2 separate regions of the Mus musculus genome follow, and region 1 is linked to region 2. The links are chromatin contacts, called in public promoter capture Hi-C maps. All regions are on one chromosome and are shown on one strand. The core of a region is the stretch at or near the end of the contact, and the rest is flanking DNA. Distances in the headings are between cores, read along the strand shown. Region 1 overlaps Map2 (microtubule-associated protein 2). Region 2 overlaps Gm51629 (a long non-coding RNA gene).

The links. Capture Hi-C pulls out chosen DNA fragments and counts their contacts.
Region 1: a contact with region 2 is called in a promoter capture Hi-C map of pancreatic islet. The contact joins two enhancer-like sites. A contact is called at or near these places in 1 of 39 promoter capture datasets (the C10 cell line), 1 of 484 Hi-C or Micro-C datasets (uterus), 1 of 115 datasets of contacts at active chromatin or transcription factors (astrocytes) and 2 of 9 other capture datasets (liver and pancreatic islet).

The regions. Positions count from the first base shown.
Region 1 is chr1:66,384,965-66,390,792 of GRCm38.p6, forward strand. The region is part of intron 4 of Map2 (microtubule-associated protein 2); the gene reads left to right. Among named protein-coding and RNA genes, the nearest start is that of Map2, 66 kb to the left of the region's middle. Within about 2 kb of position 1,982, at least 84 of the 459 cell types and tissues checked have an H3K27ac peak or open chromatin away from gene starts, as enhancers often do. A contact at or near this core is called in pancreatic islet, where this site is marked.
Region 2 is chr1:66,217,609-66,223,458 of GRCm38.p6, forward strand. It overlaps Gm51629 (a long non-coding RNA gene), which reads right to left. Exons shown (of 3, transcript XR_003947841.1): 3 at 1-5,850. It also overlaps a transcript of Map2 not described here. Among named protein-coding and RNA genes, the nearest start is that of Gm51629, 10 kb to the right of the region's middle. Within about 2 kb of position 4,098, at least 12 of the 459 cell types and tissues checked have an H3K27ac peak or open chromatin away from gene starts, as enhancers often do. A contact at or near this core is called in pancreatic islet, where this site is marked.

The sequences.
Region 1 (5,828 bases), core at 732-3,231, 170 kb after region 2:
AAACCAATAAATCTTTGTATCTAAAAATGTAAAACACTTTGATCAGAACATCATTATAGGAAGCGGAAATGTTTAAAGTTACCTTTCAAGTGGCATTTTAAGGATGTGGAGACAGTTTCCATACTCGGTGTGCTCGTGACTTGGCAAAGTCACTGGTTGTCACGTCTTTTGATGTCCTGTTGTCGATGGCATTGAGTCTCATCCTTGCTGAGTACAGTTATGAAATCACCTTAATATAATGTAAATGCCAATGGTAAAAGCCAGATCTGCAAAGGATGTGTTAATTCTGTATTCCTCACATTTGTTGAACACCATTCTTTCTCTAGAGATAGAAAAGTCTCTGATGCCTCTCTGTTCCTCAAGGGATGCTTGCAAAACTGGAGTCTGTTCTCCTTATCTGCTCACCCACTACTAAAGACAACTGTGAATTAAACAAATCTGAAAGAAATTGTGTTTGGACAGAATAATAGTGCTTTCCTGCCAGTCACTGTTTCTTACTTAATGCAGTATATCAATTATTAACATGGAATTTGTACACCATATCCATAATATAAGCAGTCTAGAGATGGCTTAAGACATATGTGCAGATTGCAGAGGCCTTATGCAAATGTTATGAGATTTTACATAAGGACTCGAACAATAGATTATGATATTACAGAGATCCTGAAACCTTCCCTCCACCTCTCCCTACCTTCCAACACAGGACACAGAAGGACAATTGGAACCCCTTGCAACTTGGTTTCATTCTGAATTGTCTTTTCTCCAAGAAGAGATGTAATTTTTGTGTATAATTTATCATTCATTTACATTCTAAGCAGGCTGCCCACTGACAAGTCTTTCAAGATTCCTTTAGATTAGAGGTTTTATTGTTTTGTTTTGTTTTTGTTTGTTTGTTACCTGAAAGAATTAATCTTGTAATATCGACCTTTGTCCATCTAGAAGACTAGCTTTCCATCTTTCTTGGGTGTAGTCATCACCTGAGACCATGTACTACAGGGTCCAAGCTCCTTACTTTTTAGAAGAGAGCTCCTCTCTTGCCCCTCTGCAGCTGCCATCTATGGCAGGCAAAGTGCACATTTCTGTTGTAGAACTTATATTCACACTCCTAGAGCATGGCATGAAATCATAGCGTGAGTCTCAGTTTCCTCCAAAGTGGAGACTGAAGGGCAGCCGAAAAGAAAAAGATATTTATAGTTGTCAAGGTATGCAAGTTTTTAAGAGCAGACATGAGTGACTTAAGTTGTTCTTGGGTATGGGATTTGAACACTAATAGGAGAAAACAAGTCCCCAGATGAAGTGGCTCTTTTTTGCATATCACTTGGGGTAAATAAAAAAATAGAAATAAAATAAAATAAAATAAAATAAAAAGGAAGGACATTTCTTTACCTGACTCCCAACCATTCTCGACAATCCCTTTTTTTTTTCCCCTGGAACATCTATATTTTCAGTTGTATTTTCCAGGTCTACCCCCTACCCAGGAGGTGATATAGCTTTCTCTCCTTTTTAACATCCCCATAATTCAAGCAGCCCCATAACAGACAGGCCCAGACCCATAAAATTATTGTTGCATAGACCGTATATTGAAGCTGGAAAACACATAATAGGCGCAGAGGTTGGCATCGCTCAAATGCAAACAGCCAAGAGCTCTAACCTTTCTGTTCTTCCTTTTCAACCTTAGGAAACTGAAACCTGCCTTTTGCTACCCTCTTATTCTTATTCTTCCTTCAATTCTCAATTGAGATCCCCTTTAAAATACAACCTACTGTATACGCTACATTAATGTACGCACAGCAAAATAGCTCGGCGCCATTTCTCCAGCAAAATGACTAAAGCTATCCGCATAGGCCCCTGAGGCAAATAAACAAGCAGGCCTAACAATACAAGAGGTTGCAGATTTTCTTCTTGTTGTTGCCATGCCAACCACTCATTGCTCTGGCTGCCATTTCCCTGAGCTCCGCAGAGAGAGGCGTGTGCAGAGCAGTTACTTAGCATTCAAGGGTGGATCTGCAGGAAAACACACAGGCTTGCTGCAAACCGTCCGGCCTGGCAGCACCGGTGGATGAGACCAGAAAATGGGAATCTTTTCAAGACTTTCCTCATGAAGGTTAGGCATCTGGGCTAGAAGGAATGAGAGAGATGTAGATTTTTTCTAATTAAGGCACTTCTATAAGGTTTGTATCTGTGGTGATTGCTTTGTCCTGCCTGCATGGTTTCTACCAGATGAAGCGGGTGTGGGTGTGCACTTCTGTCATACTGTACAGCTTGTTGTATTGATGCCTACTGGATCTGAGCCTATCAGGGCCAGCTTTCATGGACAGTGCCATACAGAATGATGTCTCTTGCTCCTAGGAAGGTATGGGCTTATATATACCCCAGCTAGAAGGGTCTATGCTTTACACAATAGAGGAAGCAATGAACACCAAGTAAAGTTTTTCATCTAAATATAGAGTCATGTGATGCTTCGTTGATCATGTTTGCTTCTCAGTCAAAGTCACAGCAGGGTGACATTGTCTTAAACCAGTAATTCTGAATCAAAATATCGGGGAAAAAATGGTTTCTTGAGACTGTTCCTATTAAACCCAATGACTCAATATATTGTAGGATCGTTTCGGAATTTTAAATGCCTACAAACTTTTGAATTGACATCAGCAAAGTTCTGTCTCATAAGACATAATGTGATGCTTTAAAATGTTGATTTATTGGCACACAGTTGTTCTTGTTGTGTTCTTGAATCTAGTGGGACCATCTCGTTTGTCTTGGTTTCTATTAAATAACAGAACCACATCAGAATTGATATTTTAAAAAGTATTTCATCAGTCCCTTTGGCTAATTGACACTTAAAAAAACATTTTACTGGATTTGAGTTATTACCAAGTCTATTGTGCTAAAAACAATTTGTGCCAATTTGGTGTGTGTGTGTCTGTGTCTGTGTGTCTGTGTGTGTGTGTAATTAAATGTAGATATAATTTAATTATATTTTATGATTTTCAAACTTTCTCCTATATTTTCTAATATCCTGACTTTTTTTCTCATTTCTAATTTGCTGTTTTATTTTCTCATGATGATTTATTTCGTTGCTTTCCAATTTCTGAGGGTTAGAAACAATCTCCATTTAGAGAAAAATTCTCACCAGTTTATAAAATATTTTTATTTAAAATGGATTATGAGAAAATAATCAGCAATGGAAGTTACTGTTTTGAGATTTAGTTCTACTTTTTGGCAAATCCTTGGCTTGATTAATATTATCAAGGAATTTTTGATGTTCACTCTATTTCTACTTCTATATATTCTTTCCTTACAAAACAAAAAAGAAGAAAGAATGGAAGGGGGAGGGAGGGACAGAGGTTGGGAGGGAGGGAGGGAAGGGGAGAGAGAGAAAGAGAAATGTGGTTTTAGTTTAACAATAATTTTCAGGTATCTTGAGAATATATGTGTAATCAAACAATAACGTAACATTTGAATTGTATAGTAATATGTTTACATATCTATGCATCTATAAACATATAGACTAGTTGACAATATTGCTAGTTTATATCAGAAAAGTATTTGGCACTGAATGGCGAGTGCTTGGGCTTTGAGTTTGCCTTTGTTGCAATTCCTGAGTAGCTTGGCGATACTAGGCAGTAAACACCTCCCCCGACCTTCTTCCACAAGCTCCTTAGATACACTGAAATTCTGCTTTGGCGTGGAGAGCCTTTCTCCCTTCCTCCCTGTATCTTCATGCTTCATTGCTCCTTAGCATGTTACAGAGAGCATTTGCACCTGCACTCGGGGGAATATGGAAATTCGCATCAAGAACAGATGAATAGAACAACTGGTGTTGTTGCCTGACAAACCCTGGTGCTTCCAGCCTTATCTGACCAGGCAGTGTGAATCCTGGGGGACAAGCTGAGCCACATGCTACCCGCTCACCATGCAGCAGCTCTCGGCAAATGAGTCACACTGTTCAGCTACACTCATAAAAAATACAATTCTTACCTAGCTAAGATGCGGAGGAGAGAGAGAGAGAGAGAGAGAGAGAGAGAGAGAGAGAGAGAGAGAGAGAGAGAGAGAGAGAGAGAGAGAGAAGACAAAAGCATGTGTGTTGGGTTCTCCCTCAGCTTCTAACAGCTATACAAATGCTAGGTGTTTTACCATAATATGAAAGTATGAAAATAATTTGTCTGTTATACAAATATGAAAGTAACATGTCTGTTTTTAAAATTTGTTGCAAAAAACCTCAAATTTTCACAAAACATTGTACTTGGATAAGGGAATACATTTATAGTAGAGCAGCCTGAACATTAGATTTGAGTCTAAATTTGAAGTACAGATCCCGACTGTATTGGCAAAAGAGGACCTCCTTCCCTCATGGGTTCCTCCAGCCTCAGTCTTCTGACTAGACTGAAAACCTTCTTTTGGTATCACTGTTGCATTGTATCCAGCCAAACTGTGAGGGTTTTATTCTAGAGCAGTGTTATAAGACACAATGGGGAAACCTTTGAGAAGGGTCTTGGGAGTCTACCAGCCAGGGCAGAGAGCTGCTGTGATCTCCTTCTCTGTAAAGCTTGCCTGAACACCTGCAGGGACTGTGCTTCTGTGTTGCTAAGAGCATCCTTCTACTGGTGTTACTTATTAACCAGTTTTTATTCCAAGACTGTAAATGCCTGGAAGCTGTGCTTTGCTGTTTTGCTCTTCTCCGTTCCTTTGACATATATCACTCTGTCGAGTTCCTGGTATAGATACTATTAAGTATTTTAATTAATGCAGATAGAGGTTGAGAATCCATACATGAAGTTAAAGGGAGAAATTACGTAGACAAATTAGTACTACAAAAAGAATACTGCAGTGTGAGTGATGCATTTGTAAGACTGAATTGGAACGATGGGCTGGGAATGTAAGAATAAACTGAGAATCTGTGAGGGGGAACTGGATTCATGTAACGAGAAGAGAGCTGATGGTGGCAGTAAAAGTATTTGAAAAGGGTCTCTCTTGTATTTCAGTGAGGAAAGTGTTAGCAGACTTGACTTTCTCTAGTGAGGGTTGGAGGGCTGGGAATAACAAAAATATTCAACACATCTAATCAGATAACTCATGAATTGGAAATAATGTTGATTTTAAAGTTAAGATCAATAAGCTTTGAGAAACAAAACCATCTAACAATTGAGAATCCTGCAGATGCTGGCTACTTCTGTTTCATCCTTTCAAAATTAAACTGAATGTAACATTGGCCTAGACTGAGAAAAATTTCCTCAGAATAGCTTGATATTGGAACACAGACCTGTTTATGTTCTCTCTCTCTCTCTCTCTCTCTCTCTCTCTCTCTCTCTCTCTCTCTCTCTCTCTCTCTCTCTCTCTCTCTCTCTGTGTGTGTGTGTGTGTGTGTGTTGGTTTGATTTGGTTTAGTTTGGTTTTTATTTTGGTTTTGGAGGGGTTGGGTTTTTTTCATTTGGTTTGGTTTGGTTTAGTTTGGTTTTTGGGTTTGGTTTGGTTTGGTTTGGTTTGGTTTGGTTTGGTTTGGTTTGGTTTGGTTTGGTTTGGTTTGGTTTGGTTTGGTATGGTTTGGTTTGTTCCAATCCTGTGGTTATAAGGTAAGGATTGATTTGCTGTTCTAGGTCAGGAACACAGCAAATCTCAATCCTGATAAATGGACAACCAGGGCTTTGCAGTATACTGTATGTTCTCTGTCATTGGTTTAATCATACTGTTAAAGGAGTGTAGCAATGATGACTTGAAAAGATATTGCCCTGATTTTGAAAGTCACCTGAGCAAACTATGATTGAGCAAGTAAACCATTTTCCATGTTTCATCTCTGAGTCTGTGAAATGTCTTCCAGATGATACACATAG
Region 2 (5,850 bases), core at 2,848-5,347:
TTTATTCAATATTAAAATAATAATAAGACAGGGAGAATTAGGAAGGGCCTGAAGGAGACAGTGTTTCAGTTTTCCTGAAAGGGAAGACTGGAAAACAGATATCACTCATGGTTTCTAACTTGTGCACCTTGGGTTATTTCTAGGATTAGTGGATTTATCCCAGTCTACATCAGCTCCTTCCTACTCCATCAGTGGTGCTAAGGTCATTAACACACTCACAGTGGAAAGCTGAGGCTGTGGAGCTGGCTCTGAGGTTAAGCTTGCTCTGCTCTTTGGAGGGTCTGAGTTCAGTTCTTAGCATCCACTTAACACGAGGCTCAAAACCACTCTTACTCCAGCTCCAGGAGATCGGATGCTTCTTCTGACCTTGGCAGCACCCAAACACATGTGACGTTCACTCACATACATGTATGTACACATACATATACATAAAAATTTCTACAGATGGCTCTTTTATAAAAAAAAAGCCAAGGCAATTAATATTGGTTTGTATAAAGGTTAGAAAGCATGGTTTTATATTTAGGGACAATTGATAGCATTTTAAAATAAGTATTTACGGCATAAGTAAAACTTGCTTGTATTTTAAAATCTGAAGTTATTTTGTCTTTTATTTTCTTTAACTACAGTTAGGATTCAGGCATGGAGAGGGGCATGGACTTATAATGGCTCTATTTTCTTGAGCTGAGGTTCTTTTTGTTTTGTTTTGTTTTTGTTTTTGTTTTTGTTTTCTGTTGTTCCATTTTCTATATGTATTGATATATGACACTGACACGTATATCCAGGATCTCCAGAATGCTAGGCAAGAGTTCCACCCCAGAACTGTGAAGCCAGTTAAAGGGTATTTTGTTTTGCTTTGTTTTGTTTTGTTTTGAGAAAACCTATATTATTCCAGAATTAAATCTGCCAAAACCAGAAATGAATGAAATACCAAGTCAGTCAAAGTACATTTACAATTGAATTACAATTCAGATGAGTTCTCTGTCACAGGGATGAATAATCCATCATTTGCTGCTAAGAGTGTCCCCTCAGATTGAAAGTCAAATGATTTCACATAAGACAGCTTCTGTAACCCCAGCCTCACTAAGAGAAGGACTCACAAGCTTCGGACTCTTTTCAAAGAGACTCCATTGCATGACTACAGAGAATGATCATATGTTGAAACACAAAGTTGGAGTTTGAAATTCTTTCCATTTAAAAATATCTCCCTTACTACAGGGAGCAGTAATACTTTTTTCCGCTCCAGGATATAACCTCTTGGCATTTATTTTTCAGTTCTTCATATGTGTTCTCAATACCATAATCCATGGCTTCCACATAGGTCTTAACAATAGCTTATCTGGCACATGCCTCAGGATCTGAGGCACATGTAAGTTTTGTTTGGTGATGATTCCCAGAGGTGTGATTTATAAAGTATGGGCATCTTGGTGATTTAGCTTTGATGTCAGAACAAGGTGATGGATGATGGGTGATGGCAAAGCCAAGTCTCTTCCAAAGCCCAAGTCCAGTCTTTATGCGCGCTCAGGCCAGTGAAGACTGATGGACTAAAAGTTCAAAGAAACAAGTGCTGGCACTTAGTTAATTCCTTGCCCAATTACCCAAAGCTAACATTGTGTGGATGACTCCAGATACCATCAAACTGAATAGGCTCTAGCCAGCAAAGGGCCCTGTAATGCTTCAGGGGGTGGGGTGGGGGCTTTTTATTCTAAAAAATATAAGATTATAGGTTTTGTCTCATTTCAAAGTAATGCTGGGTTGTAATTGTGTCTGTTGCCCATTTTGCCACTTGAGGGAATGGGACTCTCCAATTGGCTTCTTATAAAGTATCCTTCATTAATAACACCCTAAGTATTCTTACTCTAAGCCACACAGAACATGTCTCTACACCAGCCATCTCCCATAATGTCCCAAGAAGAAAAGTAGGCCCTACGCAAGTTAATTTACCTCACTGTGATTTAGTTCCCTTCTGCGAATTAGGACTTTCTACAGGATTGTGGTTTAGAGAAATAGATCTGCGGGGTGTGTACAAACTACAGTTTAGCAATTGGCTTTTCTTCTCTTTGTGAAATTGTTCAATTTTCTGCCCAGCTATTTAGATGAGTGATGAATGTCTAATCAATGCTAACTGTATTAGAAGATGAGGGGTGTGTGTGTGTGTGTGTGTGTGCGTGTGTGTGTGTGTTTGTGTGTGTTTTCATTTTCTTTGTACATTATAGGGGTCAATGCCTCATGAAGGGCGAGGTTCTCAGTGCATGGAGAATCCATTCCCTTTGAAGAGTTTTTTTGTTTGTTTTGCTATTTTTTGTTTTGTTTGTTTGTTTGTTTGTTTGTTTTTATTGGAGCCAGCCTTATTAGGATATCTAATTTTAAGATTTTAATAAAGCTGAAAAGTCTCATGGAACTTTGTTGTTGTTGTTCAATCTAGTGCTTTCTAAGTGAGCAAAGCCTTAGTTTAGATTCAGTTGCTCTCGAGTCTGTACCTTCAGCTCTTTAATCTCATAGGTCCCACGATTCCTGTGTTTTGACAACTGTTCCAACAGATAATAATATGTTACCTTTGGCAAAGAGTTTTACAGATTGCTTCTAATTAAAATGTGTGGTTGCCTTTGATCATCTTACCCTCACTTACTAGATGAGGAAACTGGAGACAGGCATGGGGTAGCCAAGTCCCATTCCACTGCCTGCGGCAGCCAGTATGTAAGAGCACTTCTCTGTTGTTCTGCCCCGTCAGGCTTAAGGGTAGCATCCAAAATGATACTATCAGGACCACACCAAGAGTTCTGGGCTGAACTGGGTCATGGAATCTTCACAATAAAAATTAGAGTTAAAAGAGAGCCTGGAAATTGTATCGTTCAATTCCTCACTTGTAGTTACTTTAAACAAATTTATGACCAGAGGTTTTTTTGGGCCCTTATTTTAATTCTTGCATGACAATAATTACATTTTGATTTAGAGCTCCACATTTCTTTCATTGCTGGATACTTCTGCTTAGTATCAACCTTTATCTGAAGTTTTTACGCATTTGCCTGAGCTCTTTCCTTAACCCACCGGGTATTTTATTCTTTCCCATCAGATACTGATTCTGAGTCGAGAAGGTTGATACCATGCTTGCTCATTATATTCCATTGACCCTTGTTGTCTTTAATTCTCCCAAACAGTCAAGATTTAGAATTTTTATTTACCACTTTGAGGGAAATATGTGCATTTTTCTTTTCCTTTCTCCCTCCCTCCTCCTCTTCCCTTTCCTAGCTGCTGATTAAGTGTCTTTACTTGCTTTTCTTCTCCGTCCTCTAGGAAGAGAAGAAATAGTGATATCATAGTCAGCCACACCTTATCCTTTCTCAAATTTCCATGTGGCAAGCTCTTTACAGTCATTCACCATCTTTGTTCTGTATCTTTGTGTCTCAGTATCTCAATATCTTTGTGCCTCTCTCTCTCTTTGATTCCCTTTCTCTGTTTATGTCTCTCCTTGTCTCTCTGTCTCTATCTACTACAGACATACACACATGCATGCACACGTTGTTTTTCAGTGCCCCAGTTCTCAGCCATTCAGGTTGATATTTCCCTAAGTAAAGCATAGCTCCTGCTTCCAGAGTCTTATTGTAAAATTAACCCCTCTCTCTCTCTCTCTCTCTCTCTTGCTCTCTTGTTCACTCTCTTACACACACAGATACACACACACACACACACACACACACACACACACACACACTAAAACTTGAATATGAAAATGACAGATCTCCACCCACGGCCCCCTACCCCCAGGCCTGGAACATAGTGACTGGGAAGTGAAAACACTATCATGGATGTACCAATTCCTGATAAACACGGAAATCATAGGTTTCCGTTTTATTGAGGGTCTCCAATCTCAGCAGCCACCTGCTAACTTTATTGCTGCACCAAACCCACATTTGCTCTCAGACCTTAGCCATCCATACATTATTTTAACATAGCAAATCTTCCACGTTCCAACTTAGTATGTCTTGCTTGAATTTAAACACATGTGATTGAGAGAAGTGAACATTTGAACAATGCTCTGGGCTCAGCAAACGCTGTGCAGGAAGAGGCAGTCAGTGGAAACAGCTTGTCATGGAGATGAGCAATGCCCCCTGGCACCGCTTTTAAAAGGAGGGATGAGCAGCCTCACATATGGCAAGTTCTTGTGTGTGCTTATCCAGTCAGGCATGTTATTAGTGTTTTACTTTAACGGTTTCCTTGTGCTATCCTGTAATTACACATACAGTTTTTCTTTGCAGACTTTCTCTCCTACTAAGAAACTCAGAAACAATCTCTTTCTTCAATAATTCACCTACACAGTATACTTACTCTTCTAGGACAGTCCATTTCTCTATAGCTCCATGTATTACGCCCCAGCCCTATGGTTATCCAGGGTTCAAACTGGGGTTATAAAAATGCTATACTCTATGTTTCCCCACACTAAGACAACTCAGTTCTACAAGTGTACACTACTAAAGCCACCAGGCTTTTTTTCTCTAGTCCATTCAAGTAGTTCTGTATTTTCCAAAAGAATGAAAGTACTGAGGAATGCCTGGACAGGAAGTAATCCTTGTATGTTGTTTGGTCAGATAATAAATGCAAATGTTTTCACTACTAATTATTATACATTTATGATAAATTGTCTTTTGAGGGTTATCATATCATGATGATTTACTAAATATTTTAAGAACAATATCCTTGATTTCCACATTTAATAAAAAACAAGGGAGTGATATTCAACAATAGGACCATGCCTCTTTATTTGATGTATGTTAATATTTAAGAATGTCTTTTACCCTTTGTGAATGAAGGGTTCATTTACTTTTAAAATGTCAAGGCAAGCATTGTATGCAAACTTATATTCAATCATTTAGCTTGGTAATGTCATTTTCTCATCCTTATTGGCAAAGTGGCCAAGTATACATAGTTCTAAGCTATGGACCACAGATATATAAATTGAGGCAGCACTGCTCTTGGATCCATCACTCAACAGCAGTCTTTACATTAACATTTGAAGCTGTGTGTGCTGACAAGTAATACTGGGATGTTTATATATTAATATGGAGTGTAATAACGGGAAATTAAGAGTGATTTCTATAAAATTATAAGCATACTTGCCCAAAAGAACCCTGGTATTATTTTGTGGTTTCATTAAATGCTAAAAGTGTTTTTAAAAAACGTTAAGGCAAGGAGATATTTTAACAATAAAGTAAATCTGGCCTCTCAGCATTTTCTGACTTTAAAAGAGTCCTAAAAAGTTCATGCAAATGAAATTCTTCATCAAGGTAGCAAAAGAGAAAGGAATACTATAAATTCATGATGCAACAGACAAGTTGTGAGCTGAGAACTGGGGGCTAAAAATTGAACCTGGGTTCTCTGGAGGAGCAGCCAACACTCTTACCCACTGAGCCATCTCTCCAGCTCCTTTTGGTCTATAACCTTAAAAAGTATAAGAATTCTTAATGAGCCATCTGAAGTACTCTTAAGACCAATTTGTGAAATCTTTAATAAAGGTTTTACATATGAAGAATGTAATTATCAATTGGAACAAGTCAGGGAATAAAACTGAACTTATTATTCATCATTTAACCACCCCTTGTAAAACAGTGAGTGCCTGCACGTTTACACTGTATTTTCCAGTGTGTATTTCACAAAAAGCAGTCTCATATCTTCTCCTGTGATTTCCTCATGAAAAAAATATTTCCAGCAAGCTGCCTTCAGTTTGAAGAGATCCACTTCTGTTTGTCTTAACCAGGTGAGTCTGTGCCCAGAGACTTGCTCACATTCTGCAATCCTGATTCAGGGTGTTTCCTGACATTGAATACTTCAGAGGAGGAGGCAAGCTTTAAAAACAGC